Linked DNA regions of Mus musculus: region 1 is linked to region 2. Evidence: chromatin contacts called from public HiChIP or PLAC-seq data. All regions are on one chromosome and are shown on one strand. Each heading gives the region's core, a stretch centred on a gene start, on an enhancer-like site or on the middle of the called end of the contact. The rest is flanking DNA. Distances are from core to core; before and after follow the strand shown.

What was found. HiChIP or PLAC-seq counts read pairs in DNA pulled down with a chosen protein or histone mark.
Region 1: an H3K4me3 HiChIP or PLAC-seq map of bone marrow-derived macrophages shows a contact between it and region 2, with 2.6 times the contacts expected there. The contact joins the enhancer-like site here to the promoter of Rcbtb1 in region 2. A contact is called at or near these places in 4 of 39 promoter capture datasets (embryonic stem cells, hippocampal neurons, liver and 1 more), 1 of 484 Hi-C or Micro-C datasets (olfactory sensory neurons), 5 of 115 datasets of contacts at active chromatin or transcription factors (bone marrow-derived macrophages, embryonic stem cells and large pre-B cells) and 4 of 9 other capture datasets (adipose tissue, liver, macrophages and 1 more).

The regions. Positions count from the first base shown.
Region 1 is chr14:59,565,006-59,571,164 of GRCm38.p6, forward strand. It overlaps Cdadc1 (cytidine and dCMP deaminase domain containing 1), which reads right to left. Exons shown (of 10, transcript NM_027986.3): 9 at 3,943-4,003. It also overlaps the pseudogene Gm18835. Among named protein-coding and RNA genes, the nearest start is that of Cdadc1, 30 kb to the right of the region's middle. Within about 2 kb of position 4,491, at least 10 of the 459 cell types and tissues checked have an H3K27ac peak or open chromatin away from gene starts, as enhancers often do. A contact at or near this core is called in bone marrow-derived macrophages and macrophages, where this site is marked.
Region 2 is chr14:59,196,823-59,203,699 of GRCm38.p6, forward strand. Rcbtb1 (regulator of chromosome condensation (RCC1) and BTB (POZ) domain containing protein 1) reads left to right here and starts at 4,406. Exons shown (of 12, transcript NM_027764.2): 1 at 4,406-4,762.

The DNA of each region.
Region 1 (6,159 bases), core at 3,241-5,740, 370 kb after region 2:
GTCAGGGGAAGGGTCTGGCTTCAAGCCCTTTTTAGCTTTTGGTTTTCTAATGGCTTTATAAGTGCCATAAGCTACACATGCTTATAGGCTATTAACAGTGTAAAACCTAATGAGTTTGGCATAACCAGACATCTGTGAATCTACCAGCAAACATACCTGCAACCTGCAAGTTCCCTCCCACCCTCTACTTCCAGCTTCTTGATATAAAACTGCCATAATCATCTTCCAAGGGGACCTGAAAGCCCTGCCTGACTTTTGTGCTATATTTGAAACACTCAAAATCTATTTACAACTTAGCCAAATAATAAAACAAAGAAACAAACATTTAAGAATCTACTGTCCCCAAAGAGTTGTCTCGGTTAAATCTGCAGGAACTTTATATGGGGCCAAAAGAACAACGTGCTGCCCCAAACAACTGAATCCCCACGATCCCCACAGGCTGCCCTTCCCAGCCTACTCAGGACCTGTCTTGTTTATCATGTCACTGCTTCTTAGATCATTTTATTGCACATGTGGAACAATGCACTGCTTGGCTGACTTCCTCCTAATAGTCTACAGCATGGCTCTGCAGTTTATGGTCTTCATTCAACACACTCTGATTCAGCCATGTTGAGGAATGTAGCCACATCATTTATTTCACTTCATAGTAAGTCCCCATGGTGTGAATACTACATATTTCTTTAAAAATCTCATCTGTTAAGAGAAACCTTCATGTCGTTTCCGGCTTTTGTTCTGAAGAATAGCGTTATATTGAACTGTCACTTCAGTATGATACAAGTTTCTCCAGAGCTCATCCCTGCAAGCTGACTTGCCGGGTCATGGGATATAGCAAGTGGAGTTTTTACAGTGTCTAATCTAGACAATATGATTCAAAGTTCCAGCCCTGCACACCACACACAGGCTCTGTGAATACCTGTCTCCTGCTCAGTTGGCACTGACACCGGTGGTTGTGGTCTCTGAAGATGCCGGTGAGTCTGCTCATGGTATCACTGGATATTGCTATCTCTGCTGCTGCTGGGAAGGAGCTGCTGGGTCAACCCAGTTCCCATCGGATTCTCCCTGTTGTCAATCTGAGTGAGAGTCTGTGTGCTCCACAATGGCTTCATCCCTAGGGACTCTCTGGCTTTTCCTAAACTTTCTTTACAATATCTCTTGGTGTCGAACAGTATCAATTTGTCAATTCTTTTCTTTTATAATCAGCATTTTTCTATGTCCTAAACTATATTTATGTGTATGTGTGTTATACATTATATACATATGATATATATATACATATGATATATATTTCTCCAAGTCATAAAAATACCTAGAATTTTCTACAGCCCCTCACCTTTTAAATTATCTTTTCCTCTAATCATTAACTCTTAGGGTTAGGCCTCGAGTATTAGTGAGGTAAGAGCTTGTCATCATGCTCTTCGCAAACTTGCCAGCAGTCTGCATTAGGTAGTCCATTGTTTAGCTGCCTCCCTCAGAGGCCAGCCATGCCTATTATCAAACGGTGGCCTACCTTACCTACTGTTTAACAACTGTATTAATCATTTCTCCAAATTCCAGTTTCAAAATTTCCTGATCCTTTTACATAATAGTTTGTTCACATTTTTGCCTGCACTGTCCCCCAAATCATATTCCTCCTGCCTCCGCTTCCCTGGAGCTGAGATTAGATGCATATGCCACCACCGGCCGCCTCACCTCAGTGGCACTTGCAATTACATTCTATCCCGTTTGGTAGTTCTGATGCAGAACCACTGGCTAACCGTGTGCTAGCTTGCTGCTGCCCACTCCACTCATGCCGAGTGCCCTCCATGCTTGTTCGTGTCTCAGTTATGAAGTCACATCCTACATCCTGTGGGTCTAAGCTGATGAGCGACCTTCTTTGAGAAGCCTGCATTTGCTTCCACTGAGGGGCCACTGGAACCTGAGGAGGAGCCTGGAAGCCCCAGGGCAGCCTCAGCCTTAGTTCACCACTTTTCAGCAGATCCCCCCACGCCCTGGGCTTGAGTAGCTGACCCCAGGCTGGCTTACGGCAGCATGAACAGCTGTCCTGGGGCACCTCTGACTTTAGTGTTTGCTTACTTTGCAAGCCAGATTCTAGCAACACATTCCTCTTACCTCTATTTGTTGAGGGGAATATGGGTCTCTGAACATTGCCTTTATCATCTTGAAAGTTTTGTGTCTATTTAAAAAGAATGCCTTATCTGGGCTCTGTTTTTACAGCATAGGATACTTGGGACAGTCACTCAGTACCACCTCCCTTCTGTGTGTCACTGCCTCTGTCACTGAGATTGCATGAGGCAACACGTCTCCATTCCTCGCTGACAGCCAGACAGCTGGATATGGCCAGGAGTCAAGCCTCTGCCTAGCAAAAAAGCTGAAGTTTGGCTTCCATTTCTCCGACTCTCCTGTTTTTTGTTTGTTTGTTTTGTTTTGGTCTGTTTTTTGTTTGTTTGTTTGTTTGTTTTGATATTTTAAACAGATGTGAAGTGTAAAAGGGACCCACACAGCATCTGAGTCCTGTGTATGATGGCCAGGGGAGAGAAATCCATAGAGCTGCTGTGTTGACGCGGGCTGGGTGGGAAGGACAGGGGAGTACAATGAGTAGCATGTCTCTTTATACTGTAATGAGACATGCTGACCTTACACTATGCTGGAGGGGACACAGCTCTGAATGTACAGAGGCCAGTGAGCTCTTCACAGTAAGTAAATTATACACTATGAAGCTGTTCCATAATTGAAAAGGAGATAACCATATTATTTATTGATATAAAATTCTTGTTTAAAAAGTGCATCAAAACATAAGCTAGGCTTAACAAACTGTCACCAAGAAGCGCACACTTGACTGGGTGGCTGAGACACTGCCTGACACCCCCGCCGCCTTCCTTGTCCTCGACTCCATTCTCCATTCACCCGCAGGCATGTCTTCCTCCTCCTGAGATACCGGACCCAGGCCCTTGGTTGATCTTAAGTGGCACGTGTCTTCTGTTCCGTGGCTTGCCTTTACACCCTCTTAGTGGGATCTTTTGATGGACAGATGCTCTTAATTTCAACAGACAAAGGAATGTGTCTTTCTACAGTTAGCATGGTACACTCTCTCCCTAACTACAGGACACTCACACTGGCCCTCAAACACCTTTGATCAGGGTCACATTTTTTATTTCCTTAATTTCTTAATACAAATTTAAAAGGAAAATGTAGTTATTATGTATTTTTCCAGACTGTAAATGATAAGACATCCATGTTTTCATAGAAACCTTTGTATTTCTGGGTTTTTAAAGATTACCAAGTCACTGCTGCTTTAAGAAAATATACAGGAGATTGCGGTTACTTAGAACCCAGACAATCACAATCAAGCTACTGTTTTAAAACAAATCTGCATAGCATCACGTTCAATGATCTTTACTTACAGAATTGTAAAAACTCTCATGATATATTATATCCAATATGGTTTTACTTAATATGCAAATAATAAAGGTGAAGACTAGTGACTCACTTGAGGTAAGTTTTGCTTCACTAAGGTATTAACGTAAACAGGATCTTTCCATTCTCCCAGCAACCTGGGCCACTGTGTCTTTACTCTGGAACAACACAGATGGCCTCATTGCTCGGTCTTCACAATCTGTGCTAAATACTCACAGCTCCCCTCTCTCACTCCCAAGAAGCCTTTGCATGAATGTAGGAGATGCTGTTGCTCGCCGTTCCAAACAAATGCAATTCATAGATTCAATCTGCATGCAGTCATTTACATTCCTGGAGTAATTGGCAAGCAGCACTTCACACGGCTTCTCACGTAACACACATGTATGAACAAGTTGGATAAGTGAATGTAATCTTTAGAAATGACAATCCTGCATTTACCCACACGTAGGTTCATCATCAGATCTTAAGAACTCACTATCTACCACTCCTTAGCATCACCACCTCGACAGAATGCTTAGAAATACTTACTTTCTCTCCTTTCAGGCTCATTTGGGTCAAGACTATAAGCTTCAGACGGATTCAACTGCCACTGTAGGAGGTACAGATATTTTATTCATATGTTTAAAATGAGTTAATAAACAGCACATCAGTACCTTGCTTTTCATTATCAAAATAGCTTTTAGAAGCCCACGTGTGCATGCCTCCTGAGGCACTGACCTTGAATGACCCTCAATCAGATCAATCAGATCACTTGAATCAGAATCAGAATCAAAACCCTCAGAGAAGGGGCTCTAACCGTCCTTTGTACTCATTTTATAGGTGCTAAACGCGAGAACTGAAGAACTAAAGAACTAAGTAACTTCCCCCAGGTCACAGTGACATAAGGCAGAGACGGATAAGATTCTGCATGCCCATAACAAACCAGGAACCATCTACCTCCAGGACCCACTGAGGTGTTTTTTTAATTTTGTTTTTAACGTCTGTTACTATTGTTATTTTTCTCATCTTATGTCCCCAGTGCTGGCTGAGTTCCTGGTGTTTGACAAACATTTGGTCGGATCATATGAGTACAGGCAATGCCTCTGAGTCACACTTCCCTGCACAGTCTTCCCATGGCTCAGCATTTATTTATTATATGTGTGTACACTGTAGCTGTCTTCAGACACTCCAGAAGAGGGCATCGGATCCCGTGACAGATGGTTGTGAGCCTCCATGTAGTTGTTGGTATTTGATTTCTTTATTGTTTCTACTTCCATTTTTAGATCTTGGATGGTTTTGTTCAATTCTTTCACCTGTTTGGATGTGTTCTCCTGTATTTCTTTAAGGGAGTTATTTATTTCCTTCTTATAGTCCTCCATCATCATCATCATCATCATCATCATCAAGAGAAATGACTTTAGATCCATATCTTGCTTTTCTGGTGTGATGGTGTATCCAGGACTTGCTATGGTGGGAGAACTGGGTTCTGGTGATGCCAAGTAACCTTGGTTTCTGTTGCTTCTGTTCTTACACTTGCCTCCTGCCATCTGATTATCTCAAGTGCTCACTGCCCTCAATATATCTGATTGGTGCCTGTCCTTCCTGTAATCCCGGTTGAGTCAGAACTCCTCAGAGTCCAGCTTTCTCTGTGATCCTATGATTCCAGAATCCCGTGATCCTGAGATTCTGGGTGTGTCAGAGTTCTTGGCAGTTAAACTTCCTCTGAGACTCTAAGATCCTGGTATGACCAAGCTCCTGGGATCCTGGAATCCTAAGATCCTGGAATCCTAAGATCCTGGGCGTGTTAGAGCACCTGAAAGTGGCACCTCCTCTAGGGACTATGGGGCTGTCCGCTGTGTTTGAAACCAAGGTAGACCAGAGCCAACCAGAAGGAGCTCGAGCCGCTGGTCAGGCGGGGCTCCTGTGTCCCTGTTCCTGCTGGCCCCAGGCACTCCCAGTTGTGTTGAAACAGATGTTGTGTTCCACTCACCAGTGATCCCAAGATCCTAGGCGTGCTAGGGCACCTGGGGGATGGAGAGTCCTCTGGGACCATGGGACTGTCAGCCAAGTTCTCTGCCAAGGTGGCCTGGAGCTGGCGTCAACCGGAAGGTGGTTGCTGGGATTTGAATTCAGGACCTTTAGAAGAACAGTGCTCTTAACCACTGAGTCATCTCACCAGCCCCCTCAGCATGAGAATTTAATTCAGCATCACCTGGATTTTGTCCTACAGCAAGTTTGCCACAGCATGATGTCACACAGGACTGGCTAAGGATGGGAGAGGCGTGAGGGATGTGGTGCCTGTTAGCGAAGAGGGAATCCACCAGGCAGTCTCTTCAGATGATCTCTGTGCCGTAGGGACATTCTCCTGTATGGACTGTCTCAGGCAGCAGGCAGGCCCTCTGGCTCCTATTGGAGCTAAGGATGGTGGCTATCTATCTCCCCATCACTCAACTGGAAGTTAAAGTTCCCAAGTATGTGTGCTGGTGTCCCAGGCTTGGGAATCACTACCACATTCCCCTGGATATGAAACCAAATCAGAACCTGGGCTGAGGTTTTCTTATGTTTTGTAGTGGTCTCTTTGATCTTGTAATCCTCTAATACTTAATGGTCCTCTGGCTTGGTCCAAGGCCTGTCTAGAGAACCCAGGGCTATGGGATGTGATGCTGATGATCTTGGAGTGTCAGCAGTAGATTGCACTGTCCAGGCTGAGATACAGGGCAGTCAGCCTGCATGGCCATTGGTTTGTTTCAGTTCAGGAACCTTTCA
Region 2 (6,877 bases), core at 3,156-5,655:
CTTTCTCTGCCAGTAGCTGAGATAGCTTTGGCTTGTATAGAAATAAAAGGGGGACATGTAGGGAACACATCCAGAGTTAACTTTGGCTGACTACTTGCTCGTGATTAATCATAAATGAGTCTGCTGACAACTGTTTTTGTTTTTAGTTAAGACATGTGTTATATAGCCTGCTAAGTTCCTCTACTTACACATATGTCCTTGAAAGATTATCCAAGCCTCAAGGAAATGGGCTTAATCAAACATAGATACTATGTAACATAAATGCACCATGTAAGCATTTGTGGTCATTGTTAAACTTCCTGGAATTGGTTATACTTTCAGTTGCTTGTTTTTATAAGACACTGAGAAAATACACTCGTTGCTGGCATGGTATTGACCAGCAGCCTTCCCCATATCTGTCTCTTGTATCTTCTTTCTGCCTTTCCTGTAATCATCCTCAGTCTCTCAGTTCCTGTGTTGATTGACTGGCAGGCTCTGGAATTGGTCCTTAGCATGAAGGACTCTAAGTGTCTGAATAGTGGTATAGCTTCAATTAATGAGGACCCTTTAATGAGGACCCTTGCTGCATTCCCTTTTGAAATGATCCCCAATTGAATATGAAGACCCTTGAACCAGTGGCTTTATAGATGTGATTAAAGTGCCCAAGTGGGCATGGGGGTTGGTGGAAAGTAGGGGTATCACCACTTTCATGCTTTTGTGCTCTCATTGCACAGTGTGCTCCTTTGGGAGGGGTGGTACAACCCCATACAATGGTCAATGTTTAGACCACCTCTGTCACCCAACACAGGTGATCATTACAAGCTGGCTCTTCTGTCATGCTGTCAGCTGGCTGCTTTGTTGCTAATGAGGTCAGTGGATTCCAGGTAGTGTACCATGTGACCAGTCCATTAGCTTCTGTAGAAATGTGAGCAAGGCTGTCTCATTTGCTGTTAAGTAGGTTCTTTGTTCTGATGCAATGATAGGTGGAATCAAACTGGTGAATCAAATAGAACATAAACTGATGACATTGTTCAAGCCTAATGAAGTGAACACAATCCCTGGGTCCCTTAGTTGAAAGAGGGCTAGCTCTTCAAAGTTTTCCTCTGACCTCTAAACATAGACTGGTGTGTGTGTGTGTGTGTGTGTGTGTGTGTACATACAGAACAATAATAAAATTTAAAATTAAATATAGTATTATTGGCTGAGATCCTGAAGTAACAAACATAAAAAAATACTCACCTATCCTACTAAAATAAATGGCTTCCCTCTCCTGAGTGTAAAGAGCCCAATATGATCAATTTGCCACCATCTTGCTGGTTGCTATTTTCAAGTGTTACCTCCCCACTTTATATTACGTAGAATCTTGGCAATGGTCTCTGCTGGTGGCAGTTTGCAGTTGTTAGATTAACATCGGTGAGTAAGAGATCACGAAGTAGGTCCATGTGTGGCTATCCTCTTCATAGCTATGCCATCTCTGTTCCTGAATCTGCTGTGCCAGTGTAAGGATAGTTGATGGTAAAGCTGATTTACAGACCATTGAAATGTTCAGCAGTAAAGGGTCCTGCTGCCAAGTCTGATGGCCTGAGGTTGATACCCAGTATCCACATCGTGAAAGGGAAAAACTGATTACTACAAGCTGTCCTCTGACCTTCACAGTTGTGCGAAGACATCTACCTGCCTGCACATTTGCAAGTGCTCATACAAAGATGGGGGTTGGGAAGGAGGGAAGAGAGTCAATAATTTGAGAGGCAATCTGGGGAACATGGGAGGAGCTAGAGGGCAGAAAGAGGAGGGGCACAAATAATGTAGATACAATACTTATGCATGAAATTCTTAAAAACTTCAATTACAAAGAGGTAGAGCTGGCATTTAAGAGATTTTAACACAGATTTAAGCATAAGGTTAATGAAGAAGTGCTGGAACAGATGGAAGTGTCCTGCCAAGCACATGGGTGTCTGCTTCTCAAGAGAGAACGTGTTATTATCTTTGTCAGATGGGGCTCTGAGTCTGGGGGCACCTGCCCAAATTCCACATTACTGTTTCCTAGAACAAAATAACACAGAATGAAGAAACATGATAGAAATAGAGGTTCTATTACAGAGGAGAAAGGCTCTCCTCAGAAAGGGAGGGATCTAGAGAGGTGGGACAGGGCTGGTCCTCTAACACCCTCAGTTCTCAACAGCATGACCCTCATAGGTTATGTAAACAGCTTCACCCTTCTCCCACACTCAGAAGGCCATCCCAAAGGCTTTTCTCCAGCACGCTCCATTTTGTTTCCTGCAGCTTCTGGGAGGGATTTCCAGGCCTTTTGCTAACTGGCTTCTTTCATGTTAATCATAATGCTTTTTTTCTTGTTTTAATCCCCACCATATTTTGAATTTGTTATAGTTGTATATAATGGATGTCGGTGGCTTCTGAAGTTGCATCTCCAAGGGCTCCTAAGGAAGATTAAATGGGGCTACAGTGGATAGAATTACAGCTGAGAGGTAAAAAACAAGATCTAGATCACAAGGATGTGTGGGGAAGGTGGATGTTTTCAATGTTTACAGAGGTTAATATTTCACTGCGAATGAAATCTGCCTGCATCTACATTTGCTTGTACACACACACACACACACACACACACACACACACACACACATAGTCTGCATGCATCTACATTTGCATGTGCTGTCTCTCCCTCTCTCTCTCTCTCTCTCTCTCTCTCTCTCTCTCACACACACACACACACACACACACACACACACACACACACAGTCTGTCTCACCAGAGAGACAGAGAGAGACAAAAGAGAGACCAGACAGAGACACACAGAAAGATTATCATTTAAGAATCCTACAAAACATCTGGGATAGAAGTAAGGTGGTGTTCTAAGGACAGATACACTCAGACCTTATAGTTCATTGGTATTCTAACCTTCTTACTAGAAAATATTTCCATAAAAAAGGAATACTGTCTCTCTGTAGGCAACCTTCAGCACAAACATTAATTGTACTCTATTTGCAGCTGCAAAACGCTTCAGAAAGACTCTGTGGTAAGGGACTCCTTTCTTCCCTATGTTCCCATAATTTTCCATTTCTATCCTCCCTCAAGTCTACCAAATTTCCATATTTTTGGTGTTGCTCTTCCATTGGCTGATAGTGAGAGTCTAGTCAGTTCTCAGTTATTGTAGTAAGACCATATAGCCCTGTTATGAAGAGTTCATAATATGTGAGATCAGGTAACAATAGATACTTAATCTCTTAGATGCAGAGTAATACATTTACCTGCATTGTGAATTTTCTGTTTTGAGTATGTAGTATTATAACTAGAGGAGTAGTTGTAGCTGAGGCTGTCTCAATGAACTTTTACAACAACTGAAGATGTTAAGTCTGCAAGAAGAATAGATGGTGTCTGACCTCAATTTTGAAAGATGAGAGACCGATGAATATTTTGGGAAATGTTAGGAAAAAAAAAAAAAAAACCAGAGCCAGAGTCATTAAACTGGTAAAAACAGATTTTACCCAGGGACTAGTACAACAGAAAGAAACATTAGGGTATAAAATAGGGCTCAATTTCTATATTGCAATAATTTCTAAGTAAAATCTGTTTTTAACCTCTTCCTCCTGTTTTTTCTTTGAGAAAGGAAATGGTGATTCTGAACATTTGAGATCAAGGCAAAAGAATGAACAAACCCTGAGAGGCCTACAGCAATTTAAGGTATATATATATATATTTAAAAATGTAATCCACCGAAAGTACTCAAGAGAAACAAGAATTCTCTATAGGGGGGAAGCACGTTGTAGTTACTATGTGCTGACAGAAAGGTTTTTGGACCGCATCTGCTTAGTGGTAAACAGAAAACAAAGGGGATTTGTATTTACCGCTGGGACCTGAAAAGGGAAAGGTGAGTCTAAACAAGATAGCTTGAATGTTGGGGTGCCAAGTGTAGACTTTGGTCTCTAGTGCCAAATGGGAGAGCCTAGGGCGGTAGGGGACTTTACAACTGATAAGCTTCTTCTGATAGACGCACAAAGCACAAAGCACAAAGCGGCCGCTCCCTTCCGGACCTCAGTTGTACCCGCTTAACACAAGAAAAGTTCTGGGCAGAGAGAGAGCTTTCAGCAGCCTTGCCTCTGCCCTCCTGACCTAGGCGTCCTGGCCTTCCTCGGACCGGGCAGAGACACGTGTCCTGAAGACCAGCGGCCTGGGATGGGCGGAGCGGGAGGAAGGCCACGCTCTGCTGCCATCCTGGGACGCCTTCGCCTTCCGGTCCTCGCGGGAGCCACTACGGCGCCCCTGCGCTGCGCCAGCAGCCCGGTCTACAACCAAACCCGAGCGGGAACCTGAGCAGACAGAGGGCGCGCGCTGCGCGGGGCGCTCCGGTGTCACGTGACGCGACCCGCCCACGTGACCGGCGGCCCGGGCGCTTGTGCTCGCTCCCGGTTTTGGGGGGGAGGAGCCGGCTACGGCTAAGGCGGCGGCGGCGCAGCGGAGTCAGGGCCTGGCCGGGCGGCCTGACAGGTAGAGCGCTGCAGGGCGGCGGTGCGGGCGAGCGAGCAGGCGAGCCGGACAGGGCCTTGTTCGGCCGCTGGCTGCTGAGTCCGCGCCCTCCCGAGGGCCGTGCGCACCAGGCGCGTTCGCGACTCCCCGGCGACGCGCACCCCGCACCGGGCACCCGCGGATTCCGTCTTGCGGGCGCTTCCCCCAGGTGTGCGGCGAGCCGAGTACGTGGCGTTGCCCGCGGCCTGCCTCTGAGGAGCTGCGCTGTCCGCCCTGCGGGGGAGGAACCCGGAGCACGCAGGTTAGCGGTGGGAGGCTGACTGCTGCAGAGCGCCGAAGCCGAGGGTTGCAGTTTTATAAGACAATACAGCTTGCTTTTAGAAACATTCATAGTCTCCCTCGCCTCTGCCCCGTTACTGCTACGAGGATTAAAGCTCGTGGTGGGCAAAACAATCGGAGTTTCTGAGACTGGCGTGCGCTGTAGCGGGCGTAGCATCAAAAGCAAGAAATGCTGGCAGGCATGAGATGATGCTTACGGGACCCTTACGGGAGTTTAGAGTGTCTTTTAAATTTTGACTTCAATTTAAATCACAACAGGATTTAGGTTCTCTTCTTCTGTGGCCTGGGTTTTACTCCATTGTGTGAATACCAGTACTTCGGGGCGGGTTTTTTTTTTTTTTTTTCCTTTCCCCCTCTTTGTGCCTATTGAAGAGGAAGTGATGCGTTAATCTTTGAAGTGTTTCTTCTGTGATTTTTAAGTCTTATGATCCGAAGTGTTAAGTTCTACGAATCTCAGAACATATACAGGAAACCAAAGCTATGAAGCTCGTAGCTTAAATTTTGTGTTCTAAGGTTTTAAACTGAGTGCCTGTGTGTACCAGAAAGTGAGAAGTCTGGGGTCTTTATCCGAGAGTCATGCAATTGAATTGCTCTTTCTGCATTTGGTACTTAAAAGGAAGCATATGAAACAAAGGTTGGGCCTTCATGCGTTTACAGGCCTGACAAGACATTGAAATACATTTTCTTTCTTAACTAGGATCTATAGTTAAAAAATTTTAAGACAGTACATTACCTTATATGTATCCAGAGATGTGATAAAAACTGCTGGACTTTAACTAGAATAGATTTCCTAACATGTCAGTTAATTAATCTACTATGTAATTTGGCTCACAATATAGACGAAAAATTTCAAGTTTTCAAGTATATCTAGGCCACAATATACGGTTTATAAGAAGTCTACAGATCGAGTTCCAGGACCATCAGAGCTACACAGAGAAATCCTGTCTTGATAACAAGCAAAACATTTACAAGCTAAGAGTGAAGAAAAATTTAGAAAATATAAATAAATATAAAGAAGAATGTACATAATCTGTAATTTTACACCTAGAGAAAACATCTTATATTTTAGAGTGTGAGTTCTATATACTTTGGAAATTTGAGGAGTTCCAGAGTTTCCACAGTAAGATTTCAGATTGTAAGAAAAAGCCACTAGCAAAAGTTTGGGCACTGAAGCTACCAAAATCTGCTTGATTCTAGAATTTAGATACTGAATATCAGTTCAAATAACTAGGCTACTGTTGTATTCTGGGAGTAGTAGATAGACTTTATCACACTCACGTACTGGAGTTCATTTGAGAAGGTCTTTTCTGAAACCTCTGAAGATGTTAGGAAAGTCTGTAGTTTGTGAACATGAACACTTCATGTGTCCAACTGTTAGCTGGGATAACTTTTTGATACACGAGAAAAAGTTGTGGGGACAGAGAGTCCCAATAATGAACCCTGAGCACAAACTTCTTGTCAACTTGACTAGTGGCATGCTTTGGTGACACATTTTTAAATCTTATATCACAGAGAAATATACTAAATTAAAGTGAAGACTGTGTAACTGACTAAATATAAAACTTACTTCCTTCTATGTCTTTGGTTATTACTGATGAGGTTATGTTACTGATATTAACACTTGGTGATATTATTTGAATTACGAAGGTGCCATGTTCTCCCTGTGTGGTTTGTCCTTTGATGAAGTTAGCATCATGCTTATAGTTTAAATCCTTGGTTTTCAAAAGATGTTAGATCTTCCATAAGCACATATGAGAGAAGGAATCTTAAGCAAAATGTCATTTCTAATGTGTTTGTCACTTTAGAAATGGACAAACAAAAGGTTAGCTTTCCTACGAGTACTCTGGGCAGCTTCCTGTTCCACTTCAGACCAGAGCTTTAAAAACAACAGAAAGAAAGACCTCTTTCCTGGGGGAGAGAATTCTGAGATCAGAATGTACCTCTAGACTGTAGAATCTAGACAATGGTGTTTAACTTCTGGGCTCTGTCTTACCTTTTTTGTTTTGTTTTGTTTTGTTTTGTTTGTTTCTTTGTTTTTAGGACAAGGTCTCACTATGTAGCCTTGGCTGGCCTAGAA